Linked DNA regions of Mus musculus: regions 1 and 3 are each linked to region 2. The links are chromatin contacts, called in public promoter capture Hi-C maps. All regions are on one chromosome and are shown on one strand. The core of a region is the stretch at or near the end of the contact, and the rest is flanking DNA. Distances in the headings are between cores, read along the strand shown.

Region 1 (3,555 bases), core at 419-2,918, 270 kb after region 2:
GGTACTTGGTCTGATCCTTCAGCAGCAGAAACTGCAACAATTCTGCTACGTTTTGCTCCATGGGATCCTGAGGCTTCAAGGTAAGAGCAACGCGGGAGGTGCCCAGGCCCATAATGGTGATGGAGTTGGAATTCTTACTGTCTCTCAGGACCTGGAAATCCAGGAAGCGGTCTTCACGCTTTGGGCGTACAGATGGATCCTTGGCCTTTTGCAGAGCACGGGAGGTGCTCTTGTTCCTGCGCTCAGAAGCACAGCAGCTCAGTGCTTCCTCGGGGTTATTAGCTTCAGTGGGCATCCCAGAAGCGCTAGGGCCCTCGGCAGCTAGGGACATCTGCGAGGTGCTCGACCCCTCCCCCAGGCAGTGCAGCTCCGAGGTGCTCCGGCCCTCCCCGCAGGGAAGCAGCTCACAGGATCCCTCCGCAGCGCATGGCGCCAGCGAGCTGCAGAAGCCCTCAGCAGAAATGGATGACAGGGACGAGCTCAGGCCCTCGGCTGAGGTGCTCGGGCTCTCACAAGCAGCTGATGGCACCGAGGTGCGCAGTCCCTTTTTGGAGGTGGGCGGCACGTTGACGTTACATCCCTCCATTATGATGGGCGACACCCAGGAGCTCTGGATCTCACCGGAGGGGGGCGACATGGAGGCGAACAGTCCCTCAGCGGAGGGGGGCGGCGCAAAGATGTCGGGTTCCTCCAAAGCGGAGAACAGCATAGAGATGCTCAGGCCCTCACCGAAGGTGGGCGGCAGGTTGATGCCCAGTCCATTAGAGTCAGTGGGCGGCACCGAAGTGCTTGGGTCCTCACTAACGGAGTAGGGCTCGTTGATACCCGGTCCCTCCGAGATGTTGGGCGACATAAAGATGCTCAAGCCCTCATCAGAAATGCCCGATTCCTCAGAGAAGGTGGGCGGCACCGAGATTCCCGGGCCCTCACCCAGGGTGGGCTCCATGTTAGGGCCCCCATCAGAGTGACGCTGCTCAGAGATGGCCAGCCCTTCTGAGACAGGGAGATGCTCATAGGCCTTTGAGCCTTTAGGAGCAGTGGGCGGCACAGGGCTATTCGGGCCCTCCGAGGCGGTGATTGACATAGCGGTGTTCAGCCCTGCGGAAACTGCAGGAGGCCGGGAGGCGCCCCGACCCTTCCTGGAGGTGGGCATCTCGGAGGTGTTCGGCCCCTGGGAAATGATGAACTGCCTAGGGGCGCTTGAGCCCTCTGAGGCGGTGGGCGGCACAGAGGCGCTTGGGCCCTCCCGGGGGGTGGGCAGCATGGAGGTGCCAGGGCCCTCAGAGGCGCGGAGGCCCTGGAGGATCTTAGGATCGTTGCGATCCCGAGGGACGTCTGGGCCTGGCACAGCAGCAGGGTGACCCTTCCCGTTGTTTCTGCGCGCATTGGCCCTTCCACCGCGGCGGCGGCGCGAATTCTGGCTTACCAGCGACATGGTCCTGTCGACCGACGTGTGGAAGCTGACACTGACAGGCCCGCGATCTCACAGACGAGGGGGAGAGGTATGTAGGCGCCTCTGCACGGAACTGCCGCTAGAGCAGGAATGCTGCTGCTGCCAGGCCCGAGCAAGTCGCAGGAGCAGAAATTAGAGGTGGTGGGCAAGAACGAAGGTTCTAGCCGACTGTGAACGCTAGTCTCAGAATGCTCGCCTCTCACACCCCGCCTTCTGCCGCAGTCCGCGCAGGCGCAGTTGGGCTCTGCGACAAGGCGACCCCGCCCAACCCAGCCTCTCCCGTGGGTTTGCGAAAGTGGACCTGGTGATTCTGCACCAAAACTGCGCAATGGCAGGAGGGAGGCTTTGATAGGAGACAAGGAGCTTGGAGCAGATGGGTAAATGGAGGTAATACTAGCTATTTCTCAAGAGTCAGGGTACCTACTAGAAGGTTTCTACCCAAGTGTCAGGTACTTGATAGATTTTCAAAATTGCATCCTAAGGATGCATTGGGGAAAATGTGCGTGGCGCATGGAAGGGTGCAGCTTTCATCCCCTCCCTTGTCTCCTCTGTCATTTTCTCTATCGAAACCTCTAATACCTCTCAAATTACTGCCCCTTCTCCAAAGGGCTGGGATTTAGTTCTACTTAGGAAACCTGTAGCTAGCTAGAAATTTTCACTGCACAGTCCCAACCCTTACCAATGTAGAAAAATGTAATCTCTTTTGTGGAGTCCTTCAATAGTGCTATTCCAACCACACCCAAAATTAATTATCCTAGGACAGTTAGTTAGCACCATGGGGTCTGTTAGAAAAACTCACTGTCAGGTTTTGAAAACTGCAATTAGCATGGTTTATGGAGGCAAGTCTCTGGGAAGGTTTCTATTAGTTACTAAAGAGCTACTGGAATATGAGCCAGCTAAAGCACAGGAAGCTGTCCAGAATTAGAAGGATAATGGATAGAAGGAAACATTTGGTTTCCTTATAGGGCCTCATGGTTACCTATGCTGCCAGTATTCTGCATGTTTCTGTGAAGTTAATCTTGTGTAGCTTTGTGCAGTACCAACTGGTTTTAACAGAATCAATCATATGGTGTCATATTCCAACAATATTTTATGTTATCCACATTGCATTCAGCACATGGGTCCACAAAATCGACTATGGGCCTATTACAGCATTACCTAAATATGTGCATATGATTAGCCTCTGAATCTTGGCTAATGTCTATGGTTAGGAGAACAGGCTCATTTTCATAAGTGAAACTTGTGGAGGAGCTTTCCCAAAGATTCTGCTACAGTCTATTAAAATCAAGCTGGTGAGAAGCAAGCCCAGAATGCAGTTAAAAATGCCATGCTATATTCTGCTGCAGCAGAAGACACGTGTACATTTGGGGAGTTGAGTGTTCCTTCTTGTTCACATTAGTGTGCATGAGAGTTCATGTTTCCTAATGACTGTCAAGCACACACAAAGAAGGGGCTCTTCCATGTGCCTGCACTAGAATTAAAAGAGATCACAATTTAAATAAAGTTGTTAATTTAATAGCTGCACACAAAATTATACCATGTACAATAGAACAGTCACATATGGAACACTCAGGGGTGGTCACATTATTTAAAAAATAAACACTAACTATCATACATTTGGCTTATTTCTGTTCCTTCTTATCATGACATAGCTATGTTTCAGTGAAGGACCACCTGCTCTATCATAACCACTGACAAGGAAACTCTTCTAGAGAGCTCATTTGTATAATTAAAAACAGCCTTTAGGATTCCTCCCTGGAGGTATAGCAGCACCAGCACACCAATGTATTTCTTCCCAAGTCAGCTTGAACACTATTATTCTCATTGCTGTATGTGAGGTGTGTGCTGAGAAACAGCAAATATTACTTGGCGAAGGCTGGACCAGGAAAGTAGAATTGTAATCCACAGCTTTTAGAAACCTCTTTAGAAAATCTACAATAAACCTCCCTGGAGCAAAACCAGATACACTCACCTGTAGCAAACCAGATCCTGTGAGATGTCATTTTGCTAGCATTGGTAATGACCTAGGAAGCTAAAGAATAACTTCTGTAACAACCAGCTCCAAATGTCCAGGACTTGATTAATAATTAACAACTTCCATA
Region 2 (3,227 bases), core at 671-3,170:
AAGGGAAATATGATGTCGGAGTACTTAAGGAGGGATGAAATAGCAGACCCGTGCGTGCACTGTTGACTCTGGGCCTCCTTGGTACTGGCCGGCAGAGGTCGGGGAGCGGCTGGCTGGCTGTTAGCCCCAGCCTGCAGCGTTTGCTTTGGCCATTGGGGGAAAGAGCACTTTGTGGAAAGCCAGCCTTCCCGGCCAAGCGCCTATTTTCGTCCTGAATCTGTTGGGTCCAGCCTGAAGGTTGGCTCCAGGATCAACAGAGGCCATGGAAAATGGGATTGGATGCCTGGCAGACATCACTGTGGGCTTTGCCTTCCTGACCAGGTTATTTAGCCCGGAGCCCATGAAGGCAGGCACATTGTGGAGCTAAGGACCTTGCAGCATCAGAACCAGAAAGAGCTAGTTTGTTTGCATGGTCCCTCTTTCCTAGCTGTCTGGTCTCTTAAGGTGGATGTAGAGCAAGGCTTAAAGACTCTCTGACAGAGAGTCTCCAAAGTATCTGAGATCTTCTAAGTGAAAGGCTATCAAGCTATAGGGTTAGTTGTCTTTCCCAGCTAAAAATCCAGGCCTCATGAGATTCAGTATGTTAATGATTTTGAGAACACTCCTGGTTTCTATGTGCCTATTCAACTCTGTCTTGGTGACAGGAAAGTGACCCTATGTGTATATAACCAAAGAAGCATGAAGCCCTTGCTTTGCTTTAAAAGGGGGTTATTTAAAATGTCAAGACCATTCTTAGCTGAACAAAAATAGACAGTAGGTTAGATATAGCCTGTGAGTTCTAGTTTGCCTTTATTAACTACTGCTCTAGAGGTCAGAACAGAAACTATGGGGCCAAACTGGGAATATTTGGCTCCAATAGAAAAGGGATAACCAGAGTTATAGGAAAATGAAATTTGTTTCCCAGGAAATTACAACCACTGCCTTACAAAAAAAAGATAGAAAAGATATTCAAAAGGCACTGATTAGGGATGTCATGGGAAGAGTCTAAGGCCTGACCAGGGATTGGTTTTCCTCTTTAATGTCTATAGGATGGCCACCATGTCAAAATGTTTTCTCTTCTATGTATCCATCATTTCTCACCCACTCACTTCTATGTTTATATTTGCTAGGTCTTTATACACGAGCCACTCCTCCTTGACTACCATGTGTTGATAATTGCCTCAACTTGTTCCTAATTTTTCATGCATCTTATTTTCTATTCAGAAACTAAGGGGTTAATGTCAAAAGGGCAAGGTTCGCTGGGCAGCTGCTGCACTGTTGCCTAGCAACCCTGAGGGACAGCTCAGAATTTCTGCAAAAGCTTTTGTGGAAAGATGGTCTGATCCAACTATCAGGGCAGAGTAAAGAGCAAAGGAGATAATGTATGTTGAACCCATGATAAACCAAGAAACAGGATCTGATTCTGTCTCACAGAATGTTGGCTCTTCCTTTATGTCACTAGGAGGAAATTAAATTTGCTTAAAGAGATTTCAGCTCGTTCTGCTCCCCTCCTTTCCCCCAGTGGTTTGGTCCTGCTTCTCAGAACAGCATCCTTTCCACTAAACCTCCAGAGTGGCCTGCTCCTGTCTCACAGATTATTAGGCCCTTTCTGCTTTTATTTTTCCAGGTAGTTATTTAGCTAACACCTAGAGTGATTTGATTGTGTCTTACACTAAACCATCCCCACTCGGTTCCCTGTTCACTGCAGTGGTTTGCTCCTATCTGCTGAGCATCAGCATCTTTCCCCTCCTGTCTCACAGGAATGATTAGATACTGCGTCACGGAGCATCAGGCTTTTAGCCCCTCCCCCGGGGTCCACAGTGGTTTGATCCTACCTCATGGACTATTAGGCTCTTTCTGATTCCCCCTCTAGCATCACCATTACTAATGGTATGGTCCTTAGCATCAGGTCCTTTTTGTCCCCCACTGGTCTTCTGAGCAGACTTGACGCAGTTTCATCTCATTCCTGAGGTATCCTGAGCCCCTCAGTGCCATACTTCTGCGTGAGTGCTGTGAACTGGAGCAAATGGGTTGAAAATGGCCAGAAGTTGCTCTTGGTCTCTTTAGATCTTTTATGACAAAGAAAAAAATTGAATTTCTGACCAGTTAAAATCCATTTGAGCCAGTTTAAGCTAATTATGCAGAACTGGAGCCTGAGGTCGGTAAATCCAGGAAGATGGCTGAATACTATGCTGACTCAAGTACAGACAAGGAGCCAGGTATTTATAAAAGTTGAAAGTAATCTGAGAGAAGGAAAAAAGTCTGATTAAGGAAGCAGGAAAATATAGGAAGTAGGGTTGGTAGAGGGAAGGCTCAGAAGAGGTTGGTGCAACCAGAAACAATTTTTTTTTAGAGGTTGAGAGGTCATTTCTAGGAAGCAATGCAGGGTTTGGGGCTCTAAATTCAGGTGTCTAGGAGACAGTCTGAATGCTGACATCATCTGGTAGGCTGGAGCTGAGACTGGGTGATTTGTGGTGCAGTGATGCTGTCTGGCTCTGCAGGCCTGCTCCTAGGCCATTCTTTATATGTGTGTCACCTCAGGCTTTTTGATAGTTCCAAGCCTACAAATGGCCATCCTTTCACCTCTTTAACTGAGCTGGTCATTTAAATTAGGAGGGAGTGAGCAATTTTGAAGAAATAGCAAATAAGAATAAGTAAGACAGGTGTGCATGAATGAGTTGATTAGAATTGAGTTGGGGCGCTCACTTTCTAATTTCTGTTTCAGCAGGGTAGTTGGGGAAGTGGCAGGTTGAGAATAGTACCTCTTTTCTCATCCCTGGCATGGGTTATCCTCAGGGCTGTAGGTTGATGTAGAAACTAGCATATGTGGTCTGGATTTCTGTCATGTGCCTGTGTTCCTGCTCTTTGTGGGGAGTGCAGTGAAAAGGTTGAGGCTGAGGCATGGAGGATGAAAACAATGATATTTTCACAGACTGCAGCATTTCTGATGCAGTGGGACAGTGGGCAGGCCTGATGACTTGATGACGACTGATGTTCTGCTGCAAGATGGAGGGTGGGGTTGGAGCTGGCTGGTGCAGCTGCTAGGGGGTGCATGTGATTCTCTGGCTCCCTTCTTGGAAGCAGCAAAAGAAAGCTTTCCTAGAATGATCTAGAAACTTGGCTGCCTGGGAGGGAAGTTGATCTTTAATATAAATATATGTTTGGAGAATTTGTTAGGATTCTGTATGTTTAGGAAGGTTGCTTCAGTTAGCCACTGCCCATTTCTCCAAAGGGAGGATGGCGGCCAT
Region 3 (3,184 bases), core at 127-2,626, 370 kb before region 2:
AGGGTAGCAGAGCTTCGGACTGGCTTGGGGGCAGAAAGTGCGCTTCTTGCATTACAAGGACCTAGGGAGGAAGCCGAGGACACTGCGGCGGAGGAGAAAGGCTAGCTGTCACCACACCTGTTTGATGGCTTAATAATGAATAGGAAATTGAAAATAAAAAACCCGGCAAATTACAGAAGAGGGAACACAGTTGCTTAGAAGCCTAAAGATTGCCGTCCCAGATCAAGGTTTATATTAATCGTGTAATTAGTTCTGTATGGCGATGCAGGCAGCTGGGTGCTCTGAACAATCTGTACAGTCGCAGGCTGGCAGAGGCAATCTTGCCTGGAGATTAGACATTTCCTGTTTCTGGGGCTGGCAGTGGGTTCGGGGCAGTTCCCTCACGTGGGCGAGGAGTAAGTTCTGGGCAAAAGATACCCAAGACTTGTTCATAGGCAGTGGGCACCCCAAGGTTTTTCTAGATTCTCAGCTCCCAGGCTCCCAGGCTCATGCTGTGCTGCCTGGATTGGCTTCTACCCTGGGCAGAGCCACCCCTGAGGATGACCAGTGCCATGACGGCCGGATCCCCGTCAGATAAAAGTGATTTGGGTAAGGGCCGCTGGCCCGTGGAGGCTCCTGCTCTGGGCGATCAGTCGCGACGGGTCTGCCACCCTTAAGACTCCTCTGGCCGCGGTCCCCTGCCTCCTAGTCGAGGACTTCGGCTCCTCTCCAGACTCCACCTGCTTCCCTCGGAGACCCGACGATGGGCTCTCACGGGGAACCCCTTGCTCCGGGAGGAGGGAGGGTGGAGCGGCTGGAAGAGGCCGCACCGCGAGGCGCCTCCGCCCCCTCCGGGGAGCGTCGCGGGGCGCGGGGGGCCACCGAGTCCCCGCCAGGCTTAGGGCCCTGCCACCGCATCCCACCCCGACGGGTCCGGACGGCGTCCGGTGCTAGAAGGTTCGGGGGGACCCCTGCGGGACAGCCCCGCGTCGACGGCTCCCTAGTCCGCGGTCCGTCCGCTCCCTCTCCCCCACCACCCCTCCACGGCCGGGTCCTCACCGAAGCGGCTGTGGTCGTGGCGGGTGCCGTGCACCGTGCCGTTGGGGAAGATCTCAAGGTGGAAGCCGGTGCGGCAGTAGAGCTGGCGGCGCCGCAGGATCCCCTTCAGGTGGGCGAAGTCTGTGGGCGAGCCGCGCTGCAGCTTCCCCTCGATCTGGCCCAGGCGCTCGTTCAGGAAACCCGGGGAGTCAGCTAAGGGCACGTTCCCCAGAGAGGAGGAGAAGCCGTGCAGGTCCCAGTCCAAGGAGGCAAAGACGCCCCCGACCTCCGCCATGGCGGGGCCGGCGGCGGCGCGGGCCGAGCCGGGGCCCCGGGGCGCGAACTGCCTGTCTTGGCGGCGGGCGCGGGCGGGCGGGTCGGCGGCGCTCGCTTGCTCGCTCGCTCGCTGCTCGGCTCCGCGCTCTGCCCAGCTGCAGCACACGTCTGTTCGCGTCCAAAGAACTTCTCAGCGGCGGGGAGCGTGGGGCAGCGCGCTCCTGACCTTGCTCTCAGTTAAAGTTCGGCTTCCCCTCCGCATCCATCTCTCCTGGCCTCTCATAGCTGGCTTCCTGGAGCTATCAGATGCAAATGGCACTTTATATACGTACCCACTCCCCTTCCATTGACATATTGGATATTTAAATACAAGCCACACCTCACTGGCATCCCCTCAGAGATTGGTGTGTGGGTTCTTTCCTTTTTTCCCCCCTTCTCGTATCCATTTGGCTCTTTTTGGGAGAGGGGGGTGGAGGCGGGGAGCGAGCGAGCGAGCTTCACTCCCTCTTTTATTATGAAAAAAATGGCAGGAAAAAGCTACACATTGCAGTGAGGCATAACTGCTTTTGGCAGGTTTTCTTAAACTGCTGATGAAATAACGGAGCCCAGTACGTGGAGGCCATTGGCGACCACGGCCACGCAGGCTAGTTCCTCCGGGGTCTGTCTGTCGGTCTGCTGCAAGGGCCACCCCCGCCTCCCACGCATCCTCCCGCTGCTCCCCTCTGGGAAGTGCCGGAGACCGGGGCTGGGGGGAGGGAGTCCTCGCGCTGTTGAGCTCCTCTTCTCTGGCCCAAAAGAGGCTGCGGAAGGGGTATCTGGCCCGGGACAGGGGCGCTCCAGCTCCTTTGTTCTGCTGCCCTTTAGTCCCACTCCCCACCTGTAGGTCCACAGGGGTCTGAGGAAGCGAAAACGTTCTGGAAGCCAAACGCAGTTGCAGCTGTAAGGTCTTGAGAGGTGGTGGAGGTCCCTGCAGGCACCAAAGGGTGGGGGCGCTTAAAGGGTCTGGGAGGAGCGGGAAATCCCAGAGGGAAAGAAGACTTTTTAAAAAGGACGTTGTGGCTTAGACATAGAGGGGTGGAGGCTAAGACATAGAAAGCGATCTTTTTGAAAAATGATCTCCATGGATTTCTGGGCGCGCTTTTACAAGGCTCAGGAGAGCAAGCTCTGTGAGAGGCCATTGGAAGCCTGGTGGGGGCTCTCCCCCTATACACCTCTTTTCTTGTTGGAAACAGGTGTTTCCTCGCTCTGTCCTGTGCCCTGTTCCAAGAAACTCTATCAGGAAGAGCGGCCGTCAGGGGTGGGAACTGGCGGCTGCCAGAAAGAGAGGCTGGGTGGAGAGGACCTGGCGAGCAGGTGCCTGCCTGCCGCAAGCCCCTGCATCTCTGCCCCGCACCTGAACCCCACGGTCCCTCTGGGCCTCTGGCGCTCGCCTCCTTCTTCCTTATTAAATGGCGTTGTTGCTTGCAGTTTTCACACGCAGCAGGCGCTGGCCGCCTTCCCAGGTTCTGGTAGTGACTGAACCCCCAATCCTACCCTTCGGCGCCTTTACTGCGCCTCCTGCTGGAGACCCCACCGAGCCACAAGTTCAAATTCAGGGTTACCATAAAATGAGTAAACAAGCCTCCCCACAACTCAGTGCAATTTGAGGCCCTACTCTAAGGCTCCACGTGCACCCTGTGCTCACATCCTGGACCCATAGCAATTCTTAGTTTGGAACAGCACTGTGGCTTGTTTCTGCTGTGCTTCTTTAGCTCAGAGGGACTCTCCTGGGCCAAGCGCAATGCCTGGCACATATAGACACTCAAAGGAAAGATGCTTTCAGCAACAGTGAACACACATGCAAGTTATCATACAGTTTTAATGGACCCCCACACACAAGCAAAAGGTGGAA

Evidence for each region. Promoter capture Hi-C pulls out the DNA fragments that hold promoters and counts their contacts.
Region 1: a contact with region 2 is called in a promoter capture Hi-C map of hippocampal neurons, with 3 times the contacts expected there. The contact joins the promoter of Magee1 here to the promoter of 5330434G04Rik in region 2. A contact is called at or near these places in 4 of 39 promoter capture datasets (cranial neural crest, frontonasal cranial neural crest, hippocampal neurons and 1 more).
Region 3: a contact with region 2 is called in a promoter capture Hi-C map of neural stem cells. The contact joins the promoter of Fgf16 here to the promoter of 5330434G04Rik in region 2. A contact is called at or near these places in 4 of 39 promoter capture datasets (cranial neural crest, embryonic stem cells, hippocampal neurons and 1 more), 1 of 484 Hi-C or Micro-C datasets (cortical neurons) and 2 of 115 datasets of contacts at active chromatin or transcription factors (forebrain and neural progenitor cells).

Annotation. Positions count from the first base shown.
Region 1 is chrX:105,118,491-105,122,045 of GRCm38.p6, reverse strand. Magee1 (melanoma antigen, family E, 1) reads right to left here and starts at 1,668. Exons shown (of 1, transcript NM_053201.4): 1 at 1-1,668. The coding sequence starts at 1,435.
Region 2 is chrX:105,390,447-105,393,673 of GRCm38.p6, reverse strand. It overlaps 5330434G04Rik (RIKEN cDNA 5330434G04 gene), which reads left to right and starts at 1,920. Exons shown (of 5, transcript NR_015552.2): 1 at 1,920-2,198.
Region 3 is chrX:105,762,669-105,765,852 of GRCm38.p6, reverse strand. It overlaps Fgf16 (fibroblast growth factor 16), which reads right to left and starts at 1,376. Exons shown (of 3, transcript NM_030614.2): 1 at 1,039-1,376. The coding sequence starts at 1,312.